6 separate regions of the Mus musculus genome follow, and regions 2, 3, 4, 5 and 6 are each linked to region 1. A link is a contact called in public ChIA-PET and promoter capture Hi-C data. All regions are on one chromosome and are shown on one strand. The core of a region is the stretch at or near the end of the contact, and the rest is flanking DNA. Distances in the headings are between cores, read along the strand shown.

What was found. Promoter capture Hi-C pulls out the DNA fragments that hold promoters and counts their contacts. ChIA-PET counts read pairs in DNA pulled down with a chosen protein or histone mark. Capture Hi-C pulls out chosen DNA fragments and counts their contacts.
Region 2: an RNA polymerase II ChIA-PET map of memory CD8 T cells shows a contact between it and region 1, with 19 read pairs. The contact joins the promoter of Ptpn9 here to the promoter of Edc3 in region 1. A contact is called at or near these places in 2 of 39 promoter capture datasets (neutrophils and pre-B cells) and 1 of 115 datasets of contacts at active chromatin or transcription factors (memory CD8 T cells).
Region 3: a contact with region 1 is called in an RNA polymerase II ChIA-PET map of memory CD8 T cells, with 16 read pairs. The contact joins the promoter of Pml here to the promoter of Edc3 in region 1. A contact is called at or near these places in 3 of 39 promoter capture datasets (erythroid cells, hippocampal neurons and pre-B cells) and 2 of 115 datasets of contacts at active chromatin or transcription factors (memory CD8 T cells and pancreatic cancer cells).
Region 4: a contact with region 1 is called in a promoter capture Hi-C map of erythroid cells, with 4 times the contacts expected there. The contact joins the promoter of Man2c1os here to the promoter of Edc3 in region 1. A contact is called at or near these places in 4 of 39 promoter capture datasets (erythroid cells, hematopoietic stem and progenitor cells, neutrophils and 1 more), 1 of 484 Hi-C or Micro-C datasets (B cells), 4 of 115 datasets of contacts at active chromatin or transcription factors (the 230-238 cell line, large pre-B cells, memory CD8 T cells and 1 more) and 1 of 9 other capture datasets (macrophages).
Region 5: a promoter capture Hi-C map of neutrophils shows a contact between it and region 1, with 4 times the contacts expected there. The contact joins the promoter of Snx33 here to the promoter of Edc3 in region 1. A contact is called at or near these places in 3 of 39 promoter capture datasets (3T3-L1-derived adipocytes, neutrophils and pre-B cells), 1 of 484 Hi-C or Micro-C datasets (B cells), 3 of 115 datasets of contacts at active chromatin or transcription factors (T-cell acute lymphoblastic leukemia, pancreatic cancer cells and pro-B cells) and 1 of 9 other capture datasets (liver).
Region 6: a promoter capture Hi-C map of pancreatic islet shows a contact between it and region 1. The contact joins the promoter of Commd4 here to the promoter of Edc3 in region 1. A contact is called at or near these places in 2 of 39 promoter capture datasets (both in the C10 cell line), 5 of 115 datasets of contacts at active chromatin or transcription factors (the 230-238 cell line, T-cell acute lymphoblastic leukemia, double positive thymocytes and 2 more) and 2 of 9 other capture datasets (liver and pancreatic islet).

Annotation. Positions count from the first base shown.
Region 1 is chr9:57,707,139-57,710,362 of GRCm38.p6, forward strand. It overlaps Edc3 (enhancer of mRNA decapping 3), which reads left to right and starts at 1,431. Exons shown (of 7, transcript NM_153799.3): 1 at 1,431-1,561.
Region 2 is chr9:56,993,576-56,996,421 of GRCm38.p6, forward strand. Ptpn9 (protein tyrosine phosphatase, non-receptor type 9) reads left to right here and starts at 1,393. Exons shown (of 13, transcript NM_019651.2): 1 at 1,393-2,081. The coding sequence starts at 2,019.
Region 3 is chr9:58,248,155-58,251,206 of GRCm38.p6, forward strand. Pml (promyelocytic leukemia) reads right to left here and starts at 1,632. Exons shown (of 9, transcript NM_178087.4): 1 at 1,387-1,632. The coding sequence starts at 1,536.
Region 4 is chr9:57,129,675-57,132,686 of GRCm38.p6, forward strand. Man2c1os (mannosidase, alpha, class 2C, member 1, opposite strand) reads right to left here and starts at 1,616. Exons shown (of 2, transcript NR_102289.1): 1 at 875-1,616; 2 at 308-453. Man2c1 (mannosidase, alpha, class 2C, member 1) reads left to right here and starts at 1,103. Exons shown (of 26, transcript NM_028636.2): 1 at 1,103-1,215; 2 at 1,485-1,607; 3 at 1,858-1,981. The coding sequence starts at 1,115.
Region 5 is chr9:56,926,996-56,930,055 of GRCm38.p6, forward strand. It overlaps Snx33 (sorting nexin 33), which reads right to left and starts at 1,376. Exons shown (of 2, transcript NM_175483.5): 1 at 1-1,376.
Region 6 is chr9:57,156,764-57,159,549 of GRCm38.p6, forward strand. Commd4 (COMM domain containing 4) reads right to left here and starts at 1,536. Exons shown (of 8, transcript NM_025417.2): 1 at 1,509-1,536; 2 at 304-375; 3 at 12-77. The coding sequence starts at 1,511.

The DNA of each region.
Region 1 (3,224 bases), core at 181-2,680:
GTTAGATCCCTTAGAACTGGAGTTATGGACAGTTGTGGGAAATGCTTTTAACTTCTGAGCCATCTCTCCAGCTTCTCTTTTCTCTTATTTTCTTTCTCCTCCCTCCCTCCTTCCTCACCCTCTCTCTTTCTTTCTTGGTGTGCTCAGAAATACTCCCCATAAGATTTAACCATGCTCAGTGGTGGTGCATGCATGCCTTTAATCCCAGCACTTGGGAGGCAGAGGCCATCCTGATTTACAGAGCAAGTTCCAGAGCTACATAGAGAAACCTTCTCTTGAAAAACCAAGAAGAAAAAATGAAAGAGATTTCACCTCAACAATGTTTTTCTTTTCGTAAGCACCACTAATTTCTCACCTCTAGTCAAACAGTATTGAGTATCTCAGCAAGGCAAAAGTTTCACTATGTAGTTCTTGTTAAGCGCAACCATTTCTCCAGCCCCACCTAGCCAGAACCACAGAATCTTTTTTTTTTTTTTTTTTTTTTTTTTTGGTTTTTCGAGACAGGGTTTCTCTGTGTAGCCCTGGCTGCCCTGGAGCTCACTTTGTAGACCAGGCTGGCCTCGAACTCAGAAATCCGCCTGCCTCTGCCTCCCGAGTGCTGGGATTAAAGGCGTGCACCACCACGCCCGGCTGGAACCACAGAATCTTAATTCAAAATAACAAATGGCCCCAATAGTCTTTAAATTTTCCTCCGAAACTTCACAAGCCAGGCAATCTGCAGTGCTCTCAACATTCTTAACTTCCAGTCTCCTACAGAACAGCTCACTGAGCTCTCATGGCTTTTCTAGCCTAAAATTCCAAAGTCCTTCCGAAACATGATCTGGTCTGTTCACAATACCCCACTCCTGGTACCAATTTATCTTAGTTTGGATTTCTATTGCTGAGATGAAACTCCATGACCACAATCAATTTGGGAAGGAAAGGGTTTATTCAGCTACACTTCCATATCACTATTCATCAAGAAAGGTTCTTGGAGTCAGGAGCTGGTACAGAGGCCACTGAAGAGTGTGGGTTACTGGCTTGCTCCCCATGCTTGCACAGCCTTTTTTCTCAGGAAAAAAAGCCCAGGACTACCAGCTCAGGGAGGGCCCCAGTTACAATAGCCTAGGCCCTCCCCACTCAGTCACAAATTAAGAGAAATATTGCATAGGCTTACTTACAGCCAGATCTTATAGAGCCATTTTCTCATTTGAGGTTCCCTCCTTTCAGATAACTTTAGCTTGTGTCAATTTGACAAACTAGCCAGCATAGTTCCTTCCTCCCATTCTCTTTCTTACTCCACTCAGATTTCACACACAGAAAACATCTTAGCTGCCTTGTCCATCAACCCTTAACATTACCCCAAGCTCTCAAATTTCCCGGGAGCCCCGCCCCTTGGCTCCGCCCTGTGTCAACGGAAGTGACATCACTCCGGGTAGGCCGAGACGCGGGGGCGTTTCCGGCGGAGGTGGCGGCTGCTTCTGTGTCTGTGGCGGTGGGCGTGAAGCCCCTCGGTGGGGTTTTGGCGAGCGAGGTCGTCTTGGTGTGCTGTGCAGCGCAGGCGGGGGCAGGCGGCGGGGAGGTGAGCACGAGGAAGGCTGCGTGTTCGCGGGTGCCCGTTGGCTGGCGCTTCCGGGTGGTCAGCTCGGTTTGCTTGTTAGGCTGCAGGCTTCCCGGCCTTGTAGATCTTTATATTGGCGGACAGGAGCTGCGGGTGTGTGTGTGTGTGTGTGCGCGCGCGGGTGTGTGTGTGTGTGTGCGCGGGTGTGTGTGTGTGTGTGTGTGTGTGTGTGTATATGCGTGCGCGCTCAAGAACCTTGTGTGTGCGCGCGCGCGCCCGCGCAGAAATTGTGGGGGTGCGCGCGTGCGGGCGTGTGGGGTACTCACTGGGTTAGGTATAGCCCAAGGATTCGGATTGGAGGCAATAACGGCTTGGTCTGTCTCAAGCCCGCTTTGGTTGCCACTGTGACTTCTCAAAGAGCCATTGCTCTTTGCCTTCATTTTCTTTGACCAGTGAGGTTAATAGCCAGTCGTGCGAGTGCCTCATAGTAGATGAGAACTTGTGTAACTTGTGAAGGACTGGGGTGTGGGACTAGAGATAGTGATGCCCTGCCAGAGCGCACGCACACTTAGCTGCCCTCGATGCACTGCCGCAGTTATCCTTTCTGTGTTGTGACTGCAGATATTAGTAATACTTGATCTGTGGTTTTAAGTGTTGGGGTGTGTTGGAGGAATAGTCTTCATCAACTTTAGTTGATTTTCAGTCTCCCCGTTGCAGAGTTAAAAGGACCCTTAATCTTTCCACAATCAAAATGACTATCCCCGAGTTATTCGTGGCTCATCTGGAACCCTCAGGTGGAACCCAGTTTTTTGTTTTTTGATTTTTGTTTTTTTAAAGAGAATGATGTATCTGTTTTGTTTGGGCACAAAATTCTTAGTTTTTGGTTTCTCTGAAGTAAAAGTAGTTGCAAAGAATGACCTTTTTTTGGTGACAGGCACTCAGTATATAGTTCTAGGTTAGAGCTACATAGTGAGAACCTGTAGAATTGTCTGTGTAGGTCAAACTGGCCCGGAACTCACAACGATCCTCCTGCCTCTGCCTCCAGAGTGCTGGGATTAAAGGCCTTCACTCTTTGACTACCAGGATTACTGGTTTTGATGTTACTGAGACATTTGGCCACTTGGGTCCCCTATTACCGAGTAATGCTCCTGCTTTAGCCTCTGGACTTCTGAGATTATAGATGTACACAACACACCTGACTGACAGTTTCTAATAAAGGCAAATGCAGTTTCATCTCAGATTTTTCTGTGTAATATTAACAAGAACCCATATAAAATGCTACTTAAAATGGAACTCAGAACTTGAAATAATTCCAATGTTTATAGTAGTAGACTGGCTAAATTCATTGATGCTTAAACAATACAGTACAGACACAGTAATTAACTTCTCCCACATGCAACAGCTGGATTTCACAGTTGTTCTGTTGATTAAAGGAAACCAGACACATGAACCTACATGGTTCCACTTTTGTGTTGTTTGAAAACAACATAACTTTCATGATGTCAGAATAGGAGCTCCGTTTTTTTTTTTTTTTTTTTTGGTTTTTCGAGACAGGGTTTCTCTGTGTAGCCCTAGCTGTCCTGGAACTCACTTTGTAGACCAGGCTGGCCTCAAACTCAGAATCCACCTGCCTCTGCCTCCCAAGTGCTGGGATTAAAGGCGTGCGCCACCACCGCCCAGCTCT
Region 2 (2,846 bases), core at 143-2,642, 710 kb before region 1:
TCCTCAACTGAAGGTCCTTTCTCTGTGATAACTCCAGCTGTGTCAAGTTGACACAAAACTAGCCAGTACAACATGTATGGGTGTTTTTTTTTTCCTGATGTATGTTTATACATCACATGCTCCTTAAAAGTTCTATACTACCACGTGGGTACTAGAATTGAACCCAGATCCACTCCAAGGTCAGCCAGTATTCTTAACCACTGACCCATCACGCGAGTCCCTGAGTGTCTTCATTATTTTACTTCCTGATACATCTTCCATTATCTTATACTGTCTTATTTTAACTCCAGTGCATAGTGCAGTGTCTGGTGTGCAGATAGACTTGTTATAGACTGTCTTCCAGTTTCAATACTGAAACCAACTCCTGAGTAGGTTCCTGAGTTCAGCGTAGAGTTCATTTTACTGGTGGCAAAAGACAAACTAACATAGTTGAGGGGCAAGGAGGCATGGACATGCCTTTAATTCCTTCACTCAAGAGGCAGATCTCTGTGAGTTCAAGGCCAGCTTGGTCTACACAGCCAATTTTGGGACAGCCAGGGGTACATAGAGATCCTTTCTCAAAACTCTGTCTTTCCTGGCCCCCTGACCCTCCACACACACAAAGGAAAAAACTTAGCAGAGGTAACCCTGAAGCTGCTATTGCACTGGTGCCAAAATGGAGTTAAGAATATATATAATTTATTTTTTAAAAAGTTCTCCAAGATGGGCATCAAAACCTATAGCATTTTCTTTTCCGAAGACCCATCCCCTGGTTCTTTCTGGACTTCAGTCCTGGGGGGACTAGTTGTGGCACTCCGATTTCTTGAAATCCTTCTAGAATACTTATCTTTGGTCTAACATGATAAAAAAAATCACAGTAGGCCCAGCCCTGCCTTCTCAATGCTCCTATCCTGAGAGACCCAGACTCTGCTGTTTACCCTAGAGTAAAATCATGCATTTGCAAAGGCTGTGGGCTTCCTGAATGAATTCTGAAACAGGATGTCTCTCTCTGTCTCTTCCTCACTCTCTCTTTGTACCCGATTACAATTAGCTACAATGATGCTGGACTACAGGATACATTCATTGAGCAAAGAAATGCGGCCCTTGCTTATCTGTCAGATCCGAGGCATCTTGGACCTCACAGGCAACCTTTCAGACCCTACCACGAATAGGTAGAAGCCGCCCGTGAATACCGGGAAGGGCACCGGTCCTCGCGCAGTTTTGGATTCTTTTAACTCCCAGTCGCGTCTCCCTCCCGCTCCCGTAGGGGAGTCGCCTCTCGTCCCCGCAGCCCCTCCCCCGCCGCGCCGCTCCGTTCCGCTCAGCCTCCCCTCCTCCCAGCTCCTCTCTGTCTCCCCCTCTCGGACAACGTCCCCGTCCGGCCCGGCCCTCCCCGGCTCCTGTTTGTGAATGAGATGCTCAGTTTCTCAATGGAGCCGTGGGGGGCTCGGGCGGACGCGGCGCAGGCCGCAGCGCTGGCCCTGAGCCGGGAGGGGGACGCCTTTTCCTCGCTCGCTCGCGCCCGCCCTCCCTGTCTCCGCGGCGGCTTTTGAGGAACTGGGCCGCGAGGCCACGGAGCAGTTCGCAGGGCCCGCATCCCCGTGGACGCCCGGGCTGGGCGGTCTCGAGGCGCCGGCGAGCTCTGCCCCGGGGGTTAAGCGGCTCGGAAGGCCGACGGCCTCCAACTCCCGCCAGGCGCCTTCGCGGTGGCTGTAAAAGTTGTGGACTCCTAAAAAAGAAAGAAAGCCAAGCAGACCTCGAACTGCTGTTAGTTCCTCGCCCGCACTTTCTCCTCCTCAGGACAGGAGGGGTGGCGTGAGGAAAGGAGTGAAGCAAACAGGAGGCATTTCCTCTCCGCGGGGAGCGACAGCGGGCTCTCCCCGGCCAGCAGGAGCGGCGTTGGCAGCCGCCGCGGGCGCCGGGCGCTCGCACCATGCGCGAGCCGACCGAGAGCTGCTGAGGCGCCGGGCCACAGAAGCGGAGCGCGAGTGCAGCGGGTTCTGGCGCTCGCCCACCAGACCTGCCCCGGCGGCGGCGGGATGGAGCCGGCGACCGCGCCCCGGCCGGACATGGCGCCGGAGCTGACCCCCGAGGAGGAGCAGGTAAGCGCCGCTGCAGCGGTGGGTGTGTCCGAGCCTCCGAGGCCTAGGCCGGCCTCTGTTCGCCGGGCTGCGCTCCTCGCCCCGGGCCCTCAGCGGCTCCTGCTCGCATTTCAGGCCTGCGGGCTGGCCTCCCCGGGCCGGAGACCGCGCCCCAGGCCATCGCCCAGCCCAGCCCCGGAGCCGTGGGACCCCTGGCTCTGAGATTCTTATGCTTCGAGACTTCCGGGGGGGGGGGGGTCCGTGCTGCTCCATTTCAATGAATATTAAAGTTCCTCGAACTGGGGCGGGCTCCCCACTGGATGACTGCAGGACACCTTGTCCCAGGCCCTTCTACTCTCTGGAAGCGTTTGCATTTTTTTTTTTTTTTCTCGAGGGTCCGTTGTTTTCAAGGGCAAGGAAAGCCATTTGGGGGGAGGATTCCTAGGTGGTTGTCTCCGTTCCCAAGATGGGGGGAGGTAGCGCTGGTAAAGAGGTGGCCCAGATTCTCAAAGGAGCCCTTCAGGCTTTCAGACTGCTGTGACGGGCCTACTTGGACAGATCCTGAAAGATCTGTTCCTTTTCTAGCTCCCCAAGTCCCTGGCCTTGACCTCCCTATTCTGCTTTCCCAGGCTAGGCTCTTACCCTCGTCCCCATTTCCCTGCCCCCACCTCATCTGACAGTCTCCATCTTTCTGAAGCCCACACTGGAGTTCCATTGTCCCTTTTTAAAGCTTGAGATCTTAAATTCCCAGAAAGTAGTAGCTTGCGTTATCATTTGAGGGGTTTC
Region 3 (3,052 bases), core at 382-2,881, 540 kb after region 1:
TCAAAGAGCTCAATACCATGGTGCCTGGCACATGAGAAATACCCATAAGTCTAATCCCAGCACTCAGGAGGCAGAGGCAGGCGATTTCGAGGCCAGCCTGGTTCACAAAGTGAGTTCCAGGACAGCCAGGGCTATACAGAGAAACCCTGTCTCGAAAAACCAAAAAAAAAAAAAAAAAGAGAGAGAGATTGAGAGAGAGAGAGAAGTACCCATAAATGTCAACTAGTATTTTTAATCCTTAGCTATATAATGCTAATAATAAAAAGTTAGGGCAATGTGACCTTATTTGTGTTTTTTGTGAAGGGAAAAATGAGTGAAGAATAATGGGATGGAGGTAGTTCCTTCCAGGGTGAGTATGGAAGGTTGAGGCAATACTCCCAGGAAGGCCATGAACTAGGCTTCCTTAGGAAAATGAGCTTGGTGGCGCATACATTAATCCCAGAGCTCAGAAGGCAGGCAGGTGGTTTCTATGAATTTGAGACCAGCCTGGCTTACAAAGCAAGCTCCAGCCCGGCCAAGGCTACAGAGTGAGACCCTGTGTTCCAAAAGATAAAATAAAATAAATCCCTAAACCTCATACACATAAAATAAATTGATGAAAATCAAAAGAGAAAGCAGCTGTGTGAATCCTGTTGGTCTTAGCAGGCACTTTGGTCTGAGCCAGGTTCTGTCTGTTTGTTTGTTTTGTTTTGAAACAGGTCTTGCTGTGATGCCCTCAGCGGTCTTGAACTCTCTTTGTGGCCTAGGCTGGCCTGGAACTTGTCATCCTCCCTCCAGCCCTACCATCCCAAGCACTATTGCTCCTGGGATGTGCAACCACAGCTGAAAAACGGGAAGTGTTGGTGTGGGGGTCAGGGAGGGCGACTATAGTTTTGCCAAGTCTGGGACATGCCTTTAGCTCCAGGCCAGAGCAAATAAGACTCCTGGCCAGGCCTTCCACAGGACTATAGTCTTTCATCTGAGGTAGGCGCTTCAGGCAAGGCTTCAGGGAGTAGGAGTTACAATCCAACTATCCCCAGTTACAATCCAACTCATCCCGGTTTTTTTTTTTTTTTTTTTAGACAGGGTTTCTCTGTGTAGCCCTGGCTGTCCTGGAACTCACTCTGTAGAGACCAGGCTGGCCTTGAACTCAGAAATCCACCTGCCTCTGCCTCCCAAGTGTTGGGATTAGAGGTGTGCCCCACACCGCCGGGCCCCTGTTCCTATTTTACTCTAGGCTATCAGTTCTACCTCTGCCCAGCCAGGAGGGTCAGGACCTTGGTGTCTCTTTAGGACACTAACCCATTAACTTACTTCTCTATAACGACCTTCTTCATCCTCAACTCCTCGACCAAAGTAAACGAATAAAAAAACCTAATAGCCCTACACCTTCTAACCCAGTAGTACCTCTGCAGGGCTTTGGCTGTGTTCATAGTCTTCGGAGGGTTCCTCTGGGGGAGGCATGGTGGGCGTGGGGGTCAGGGCAGAGTCCTGTTGTCGACAGGGAGATCCAGGGGGTGCAGGTACCTTCTGCACGGAAACTGGTTCAGTTTCCATTTCTTGATTAGGTCTGTGAAGGCGGGAAATGGGTCTCAGATCTGAGCCAGAAAACTGAGCGAGAGATTGCCCGAGGAGAGCCCGCCTCCCGAGAGGAAGTGAGACAGGGCTGGGCGGGTCTAGGGGCGGAGAGGCTGGTTCTATAATCTCCCTTCCAAAGTTAAGAGAAAGACTAGGGAGCTATGGAAGTAACTCTGGTAGAGTCAGAAAGGTTAACCAAACAAGCAAGTAAACAAGCCCGGCATGCGGGCATGGCTCATTAGCAGAACAAGGAAAGATCCGGCCACGTACGCAGCATGCACACCAGGAGAGAAACAGAGCTGACAGGCTTTTCCCTGTCTGTGAGCTATTGGACTCATTCCACAGCTATATGTCTTTCTAGTTAAAAGCCAGGTAGAGAAATAAACTCCTCTTTGAGAGAGCCTCCCAAGTGCACCCTAGTGGAGACTTCGACTCAGTACTGGGATGGGTTTGCCTGGAAAGGCATCCCTCAGCTGAGAATGGAGCATGAGATAGAAAATGACCAGGAATTCAGAGCTGCTCAGACATTTTAAAGAGAGACAAACACTTGGAAAGGAGTGGAGGTCTGAAACAGGAGAGCCAGTTTGGGAAGTAGTCAGGGCCATTTTCAGATTTAAGATGGGGCTCCTGCGAAGTGATACCAGAGAAGATGAGATGAATCATACGGTGAGAAATGGACCGATTCTACATATGATCTGAGAGTTGGTGAAGGGTTTCTTACAGCGTGTCAGCTGCGTCTCTTGAATGACCTTGAGGCAGGTGGCCTATGAGAAGTAACTGTGGGACACAGAGTTAGTTCTGAGTCAGTGGAAGGACCGTGGTGACAGAACAGCGTTGAATGGGTCTGATGACTGTGCATCGTACAGAGGTAGACAACAGGGAGGCAAGGGGAGAGCTGGCCAGCAGTGGTGAAGAAAACAAGAGATACAAAGTTAGCTTTTTGACCAAGAAAAAGCAATCCAGAAACTAGTGGGTGAGGAAAACACACACCTGCTGACACTCTCATTGGCCAGTGCCTTTGGCTTCTAACTTCAGTCTGTTCCCACCCACTTTTCTGGCCCCTATGTGCCTATTCTCTGTTCCTATGTGAAACTGATTAAAAGGGATGGTAACAGGTTCCTGCTTTTGTAAACTTAGAGTTGTGGTGAGATGGGTTCTAAAGGGAGACCCAACATCCTGGAGACTGTGGAGGCCATACATCTAAGCTGACCAGTATCCCTTGGCCTTTAAAATTAGCCCATCAAGGGCTGGAGAGATGGCTCAGCGGTTAAGAGCACTGACTGTTCTTCCTGAGGTCCTGAGTTCAATTCCCAGCAGCCACATGGTGGCTCACAAGCATCTGTAATAGAATCTGATTCCCTCTTCTGGTGTGTCTGAAAACAGCTACAGTGTACTCATATAAATATTTTGAGTAAATATTTTAAAAAATTAGGCCAAGATCAGTTATATTGTGTACAAATATTTGTGTTTTCTTTCCTCAATTTTTTAAATTATG
Region 4 (3,012 bases), core at 366-2,865, 580 kb before region 1:
GGTGTTTTTCTCATAGGAGGACAAGGAAACTTGGAAGTAATCAAGCCTAATGGGAAAATGTAGGGCAGTGGCTGAGGCAGCATGCCAGGAAGAAAGGGTCTGGCTTCCTCAGCTATGGTTCACCTCTCCCCCTCTATTTCCTTAAGACTGCTGGCCTAGAAGGATGGGGAGCATGGGTCTGACCAGCAGCAGCCTTGGCAGTTGCTACCTATGTACTATGTACTGCACCTCCCTGCAGGTCAGGGTAAGATTTCAGGGCCCTTTTAGGAGAAAAAGTCCTTGTGACCAATAAAACAAGGGACTTTGCTCAAGTTTTGACAAGTTATTTTAATTGGCATTGTATATTTCTTACTTGATCATTTTTCTGGGTAACCTGCATTTGGAATGTAAACCTGGTTATTTCCATTAAAGCAGGCTAGTTAGATTCCTCCTGTATTATTTTCTTCCAGACTCCTGCAAACGTTAAAGCTGGAGGTTAGCATTCAAACTTCCTTGCACTTGTTGACCTGCGTTAGATCAAAATTCTGGACATTGGGGTAATGGGCAACGGTGATGCATGTAATGTAATGGAGGATTACTGGTGTGCAAAGCCCCTTTTCTGTATTTCTGAAAACACCCGAAGTAGCCTTGCGCTTTTCATATTATGCAGTTACCAATGCTTGAGTAAGTGAAGAGAATGGAAAACTAAACCTTTCCCATGCCCTTCCAGGGGTTCCCTCCCTAGCCCTTCCTTCAGAATACCAAGTAGCTCAGGCTGTACTCAAAGGCGCTACATTGTCGCAGATTACTCCAATTTACACTTCCTGGTCTGTGAACTTTGTGCATCCTAGGCAAGCACTCTCCCTACCGAACCACACCACCAGCTCAAACTTACCATTGTATTTTAAAATAATTTACCCAGCTGTCTGACAGCAAGGCTGAGGTGAGAACCGCGAAGGCTCAGCTTCCGGGTTTCACTGGGAGGCTCCCCAGAGCCAGCCTCTTGCAAAAGCCGTGGTGTTCCCAGAAAAGCTGCTCGGGTCTGTAAGCTGGTTGGATGCCGGAACCTTTGGTTCCAAGCGGTGCAACGAGCCGGCAGCACCAAGGATCTTCCGGGGAGGGAAGGCGCATCGCCATGGCGGCAGCGCCGTTCTTGAAGCACTGGCGCACCACTTTCGAGCGGGTGGAGAAGTTCGTGTCCCCGATCTACTTCACCGACTGTAACCTTCGCGGCAGGTGTGGTCCTTGGCCTACCACACCCGCGCGCTCTCCCCTTCCCTTCCGGAGGGAAACCCAGGCCGTGGCCAACCGGGCCGCGGAACAAAGTTCCCGCCACTGCCAGGCCAGGGGCTGGGGAGCGAACGGTAGAGGTTGGTCTGTGCTGCTGAGCTGCCAGGCAGTCCTCACGGCCTTAGCCAAGGGAGAGCGTTTCCCCAGCCATCCGCTGGCTCACGGGTGGGACAGGGGCGGCTTCGAGCATGCGCCCATCAGCTGCTCCTGCCCAGGCTCTTCGGGGACAGCTGCTCGGTGACACTCTCCAGCTTCCTGACGCCCGAGAGGCTTCCCTATGAGAAGGCGGTGCAGCAGAACTTCAGCCCTGCGCAGGTCGGCGACAGCTTCGGACCCACGTGGGTAACGCCCAGTTTGGCGAAGCTCCGCCCCACGACCAAACCCTAGTCTGCTAGATAGCAGAGTGGCGCCCTCTGCTGAGAGAAGCTCCTTTATCCTTCGGCGTCTTCACTTGAGTATTTTCATCCCTGCTGCCTCTCCCCCTTTCCCTTTATTCTTTGACCATTTCTCTGATGCTGCACATGCATGGAGAACATCTTAAAGCCGAGGGTTTCCACTCCTAGGCCCATCAAAATGGCTCTCTTACAGATGGTGGACCTGCTGGTTTCGGGTAGAACTGGTCATCCCTGAAGTTTGGGTGGGCCAGGAAGTTCATCTTTGCTGGGAAAGCGATGGAGAAAGCCTTGTCTGGCGTGATGGGGAACCTGTCCAGGTGAGGTGTCCTCTCTTAGAGCCAGATACTGCCACAGATTAGCCTGGTTTTTGGAGAAGCCACAGCTGAATGAATGGGTCTCCAGAGTAATTTCATGATTTCGGAACTGAGGAAATTGCCAGTGTTTAGACACACCCGAAGAGGTTATCAGATCCCATTACAGATGGTTGTAAGCCACCAGAATTTGGACACCAGTGTTATAAATCCCCAGTTTTCATAAGCTAGTTTTATTGTGTATAGTACATATGTATTGGGGGAAACTTCAAATCATTCTAAAATGATATAAAGTAAGGTATTAAGTTATCTTCCCATGAATAATGAATTTCTTTTAACTGCACTTCACATTCCCCAGATGTTAAATGTTAAATGTCATACCAGGTTTAATCTTTGTAATGCTATGTGATGACACTTTATATCCATTATAGATTTTAAAAAACTAAGACATTTCTTTGTTGGTCCATGCAGCTTCCGTTTCAAAGTCCAGTAACTGGGTCCTAAAAGAAGTCAGAGCCCTAGCCGGGCGTGGTGCTGCACGCCTTTAATCCCAGCACTCGGGAGGCAGAGGCAGGTGGATTTCTGAGTTCGAGGCCAGCCTGGTCTACAAAGTGAGCACCAGGACAACCAGGGCTATACAGAGAAACCCTGTCTCGAAAAAACAAAAAAACAACAAAAAAAAAACAAACAAACAAAACAAAACAAAAAAAAGAAGTCAGAGCCCTATCCAACTTTCTTCTCTTCGATGGCACCCACCTAACTGAACACTGAGGATGAACCAATCTATCTCAAACTCCTTGGGCTTCTTTTTTAATTAATATAACCCAGAACCACCACAAATTCTAGACAAATGTTCTCACCACTGAGCTAATCCATCTCCCACCTCCCGTTTAATTCGAGAAAGGGTCTTGCTGAATGATCCCTGATAGTAGCCTTGATCTTGTTATTCTCTACCATGGACCTCCCAAGTAGCTAGAATTATAGACCTGTATTAATATATCTGCCTCACTCCATGGGGTTTTCTTTTATATATTCAT
Region 5 (3,060 bases), core at 126-2,625, 780 kb before region 1:
GGGGTATCTGCCTGTAAGCAGGGAGGGGTTGGTCATGGCCACAGTCTTTCTCCTCTCCCTTGGCAGCCCCTGGAAAGGAGCGGGTCTCTCCCTCCTCACACACCAAGCAGAAAAGTCAAATGACTTGAAGAAAGCAGCTCTGCTAGAACCAGAACGAGACACACACTTTCCACTAAAACAGTGTTGTACAACAGAAGAGATTTACCCTCAGACCACGGTCCCAGGAACGCAGGCAAGGTTCTGCCTCCTCTGGCTCTCCGTTCTTACTGGCTCCGGCTTTGGGAGGCTCTCACATTCTTCTGGAGATCTGCTCCTTCCTCCTTCCTCTCTCCTCCCGGGCCACCGCGTCTTCAAGAATCCAGAAAATTCAAGAGGGGCAAAGAGAATAACAGCAGAGTCCTGAACCAATTCCAAGGGTGGATGTGTCCGGCCTCCAAAAGAGCCAGGCCAGGAAAACAAGGGCCAAAGCTTGCACAACCGGCTGAAAACTACTCGACCCAGGGGGTGCGACCCCGTCTCGCTAGCTCTGGTGCCCTCTTCCCGCCCTGCAAATGGCCAGCCCCCGCCCCCAGATAACAAGGGGGGGCGCGACAAGCAGCGCAAAGAACTTCTGGCCTCTTTCACTCAGTGCCTCTTTTGTTTGCCTAATTCCTCGGCAGTTTCAGAGTATGAAGCTGACCCGGATCAGAGTCTCAGAACCCCTGTCCAGAAGTAACGCTAGGAGAAACCTCCACCATCACCACCCCCCGCCCCTGATGTGCCCCGGAACACTCAACAGCAGTCAGTAGATAGAGCTCTGTCGAACAGATGGCGTAGTCGGGTGTTTGTCAGTCCGTCCGTAGGTTCGTTCTCCGCGATGCCCTCTGGATCCGACCCGAGAGGGACTAGCTGAGCCCCAGCTTCTTGCCTCTTTGCCCCTCACTCGCAGCCCTTCAGCGCTGCCAGCAGGAAGCCAAGTCCAAAACAAACATTCACCCTCCCTTCAAAAAACTAAAAAGAAAAAGAAAAAAGAAAAAGAAAGAAAGAAAAGAGAAGGGGGGAGGAGTCCAGGAGATGGCGTTCCGAGGAAGGAGGCTAAAGCAGTAGGGGAGGTGAGGGGTGGAGAGAGAGGGAGGGAGGTATGAGGGAGGGAAAGCAGGCTACGGAATTCAACAAACTCTACCGCACTTCCGTGCGTCCTGGCCGGTCAGGGACCGCACAGCTCCGCCCTCCCGCGGCCAGGGTGCCACCGCCGGCCTTCCGCTCACTTTCCTTCTGGCGGGCGCCCTCCCTCTCTCCGGTTCAGTCCCGGTGGCCGGGATCCAGGAAATGGACCCGGGAGTCGGGGAGCTGCGAGCTTTCAGCAGCCCAGTTGCCGGCGCCCAGAGCCGCTTCTCGCTCGGATTGGATCGCCGCGTGGGGGAGCTCGCCAGCCGCCTTCGAGCTTCGCCTCCTGGACTTGGTCATCCATCTGCCTTTTCCGTGACGCAAGTGCAGGAAAACTCCGAAAGTTTGCGGAGCGCAGTGGCAAGGAGGGAGCTATAAAGGCTAGGAGAACCGCCTCGGCTGCAGGGGAGCAGAGCTGCGGACTCCCTTTTCCCAACCTCCTTTCCCGCCACGCGTACTTCGATCTGTCTAGGGGCTAACACAGCTCCCGGGTTGTTCTCAGATGGTGTAGGCAGCAAATTGTGACCCTGGTATCCCGCAGGTGATAACCGATGCTGTAAGCAAGATAGGGAGAGGAGCCCTCCTGCCTTCCGCAGCTCCCAGAGTGTGGGGGTGGGGTGCCAAAGACCATGTAACTTCTTCAGTGACAAGTTGCAAGTTTAGGCACAGGCGGGTTCTGGGTTGCTTTGTCCTTTCGCGGGAGCCAGATCTTCCTTCCAGGCCAGCAGCAAATAGCAAGGAGAGAGGAGTGGTCTGGTAAATAGCCTTTAGGCTTCCAGGATTCGACCCTCCACATTAGGCAAAACTAGGTGTACTAAAGACAGGAGTTGTGCTGAACTCTGGAGCGAATATAACAGCTGGATTGCTGCTGTGGTTTTTAATTCACACTGTCTGTCCCATCATTAAGTTTATATTCCAAACAACAAATTAACCGAAACTAAGATTATCGTCTGGAAGGTCATAAGTATCTTCACAGAGAAGCAAGATGTTCCAGCCTAGTGTGGCCAGTGTCGTGCAAAATGCTTGGGAAGGCACTGATCCCAGCCTAAGTGGAACACATATCAAGAACCTTCCAAGCCGTGGTCACCCATTCCTTCAGTCCCAGCACTAACAGAGACAGGCAGATCTCATGAGTTTGAGGCCAGCCTGGTCTACAAAATGAGTTCCAGAAAGCTAGGGATACATAGAAAACCCCTGCCTCTCTGTCTTGTCTCTGTCTGTCTCTCTTTGTTTTTCTCTCTCTGTCACACACACACACACACACACACACACACACACACACACACACACGCACGCACACACACACACCTCCTCTTCCTCTTGGAGCCCTAGAGCCTTATTTACCCAATCTTGCTAGGGCTTCCTACCTCCAGGTTACTATTGTTCTTACTTATTGCTGATTAACTGGTATAAAGTAGTGCTGCTGAAGGTTGGGACATTTGGCTGTTTTGAGGGTCATGACTCCTAGACCTCTGACTCCAAAACTCATAAACTTTGACTCCCTATGAAGGATAACAGCTGGTCGTGATGACACACACGGGAGACTGAGTGAGTGCCAGGCCAGCCTGTGCCACATCTAGCAAGATCTTACCAAAAGTTAACCAAACAAACCGGGAGCTGAAACAGCACTGTCATGAATTGGAGGCTGGACTCCAGTCCCTTTCTTAAACAAACAGACAAACGAGTGGTGGTGGACACATTTAGTCCCAGAATTTGGGAGACAGAGGCAGGTGAATCTCTCTGAGTTCTGGGCCAGCCAAAGATACATAGCAAGACTGTCTCAAATTAAAAATTGAAAGATCTTGAGCATGCCAAACAGTCTTAGCACTTGGAAGGCAGAGATCACACATCTGAGGCTATCCTCGAGCCTATGTAAGGTGGGGGAGGGGGTTGTCACAAAGTTGGGTGTTATGG
Region 6 (2,786 bases), core at 286-2,785, 550 kb before region 1:
CCAGTACTCACATCAATCCCCTGACCCAGAAGCTCCTTTAGCACCTGGCTACACAGCAGTCGCAGCTTCACAGAGGACTGAAAAGGATGTCCCTGTCTCAGCCAGACTGACCAACCTTACCCCTCACTGCTAGGGGACTGGCTGAAGGAGGGCCAGCCACGTGACCAAGGTAACAGAGCATGAGGCCCCATCCTCAGGGAGACTCCTTCACCACCCCAGCCCGCTTCCAGCTCCCAGTCCCAATCTCCTCCTTCCACCCTGAGCCTCTCTCCTCCCAACCCTAAGTAAACCAGTGCACTTAACAATTTTGGCCAGTGTGCTGATCTCTGCCAGGACCCAGTCGGGACAGTCCAGATCGCCACAGAACCGGAACCTCTGCAAGAGAGTAACGTGGGAAGGCAGGCTGGCGGTTGGGCTGAGGTGTGGCCAGGAATGAGTACTGTCTGGTCACCTGTTGTCCCCTATGTCCAGACTGTTGTGAATACTCTGCCCACACTGCCACCTGACCTCGTTCTGACTTTTACTCTCTGCATCCGTGGCAATTTTCCTTAAGTGTCTACCATGCTCCAGCCACAACAACTTGCCCGATTCTCCTTGTTACCCCAGCCCCACTTCTGCCTTCACCTTTGCTGGGCCCTTCCTGGTCCTAGGTTTTTCCAGGCTTGTTGGCAGTGCTGGGGCTCAAAGTCAGGGCCTCGGGCACATCTACCACCGAGCTACAGCACCAGATTCCACTTCCCATAATCTCCTAGTTAACAAAGCACTTTGGGCAGCCAGAGGGAATGCTCGCTATTTTGATAATAGTGATCCAAGTCCCAGTGAGACTTAATCTTTGCTTGTCTCGCTTGATCTTCACCAAGCTCTAGCGCGACAGGATGTGGCACTCTCAAGGAGCCTGGCTCATTCAGAGACTGCACGGCTGTTTCTTGTCTGAGGCTATTCTTTCTCTGCCTCCGCTTCTCATCCGGGTAACACAAATTACCCTTCACCGAGTTGCATCTTCAAGAGTCCTAACACTGCGCTCACGGTTCAGGAAAGCCTCTGCAGTTGGAGAAAGACCTACGGCTGCCAATTCTTGCTTCTGACTTGCCCTCCCCTTCTGCAGCTCGAATCCCGATGCCTGTATGGGCTGGACACTCAACACGCATCTCCTGAATGAATGGATTATGAATCAGAAAGCTTAACCCAATCCCAAAACCACTCCTTCGCTCAGGAAAGCGAGGAGAGGCTTCCTAACCAGTCCTAAGCATGTTTTCGTCCTGTGACCCGACAGTCAGGGAAGTGGGTGACCCAGGGAGGTCCCTTGGGGGCCGTGGAGAGTCTGAGAATCCGGGAGGTGGGACCCTCCGGCCCAGGGATGGACGCGAGGAAACGCGGCTGCGCCTGCAGACTCCGACGTTCCGCCGCGCCCAGGCAGGCGCCAGTGAAGATTGTCTCCTTAAGCTCCTAGAACCACCGAACCCCTTTGTCGCCCGATACCCAACTTCCCATCTTTCCCAATCCCTCACCATGATGTCAGGAGATCCAATCCAGAGCTTCTTCCGGCTTGACTCAGGTCAGCTGACTCTGTGATCACATGACACCTACTGGTACAGGGAGGGCGGACCGTTAATGTAACCAATTGAGAATGCATATTCCTCCAGGAACAAGCAGCCTCTAGCGTTTCACCGGGATTATCTAAACAGAAGGGGATGGGTGGAAATAATTCCATTAATTACTTGGAGGGAGGATCCCATGATCCACGAGTATTGAAGTGGGTTCCACGGTTTCCTTCTTAAGCAATACCGTTATAAAAAACTATGGACTATGACAAAATATTTTTTAATGAAAATCTTACTGACTGCCTAGGGCGTGAGGGCACGCATCTGAAATAACAACACTTGAGAGGCTGTGAGGCAAAAGGATCAGAAGTTTAAGACAGCCTGGACTACAGAGTGAGACTCCAAACCTAAAACTGCCCAGATGGCTTAGAGTACCACCCAAGTTCGAACCCCGGAACCTTGTATAAAGGTGGAAGGAGAGCGCCAACTCACAAAAATCGTTCTCGACACAAGTATGGCCACGCTTGCAGCACACACACACACACACACACACACACACACACACACACACACACACACTAAACCTTTCAGGTGCCTAGCACCCATGTAAAACTCTGGACTAGGGGGTGTAAATAGAGATAGGTGGATCCCCAGAGCTCACCAGCCTCTTAGTCAAACTAATCTGTGGGCTCCTAGTACAGTAAGAGGCCCGGGTTGGACAGGTAGGGGTGGGGGAGTGGAGCTCGAAGACACTTAGCAAATGATGTTGACCTCTGACTGCCATGTGCACACAGGGGCATTCACACACACACACACACACACACACACACCCCAAATCACCCACCTATACACTAAAACAAAAATATATTAATGAACATAAATAAGACACTATTAAAAATATGATGCACGTGCAGGAAATTATATGTAAGGGTGAAGCTAAAAGAATCTTCATAAACTGTACCCCTCACCCCCGTGTAAACATAACCAGTAACCAGATTAAAACAAACAAACCCAGAATGTTACTAGTACCCTCCCTCCTCATATCTCCTTCAAGTCTGGCTGTTTTTTAAAACTCCTTATTGATTCTTGGAGTTTCACATCATGCACTCCACTTCCCTCATATCCACCCTTCTTCCCCAAATAAAACACAAGCACAACCACACATACACATACAAGCACACACACACCACCACTACCAACAACAACAACAACAACCAAGCACAGAAAAAGTTCAACTTGGCCAGG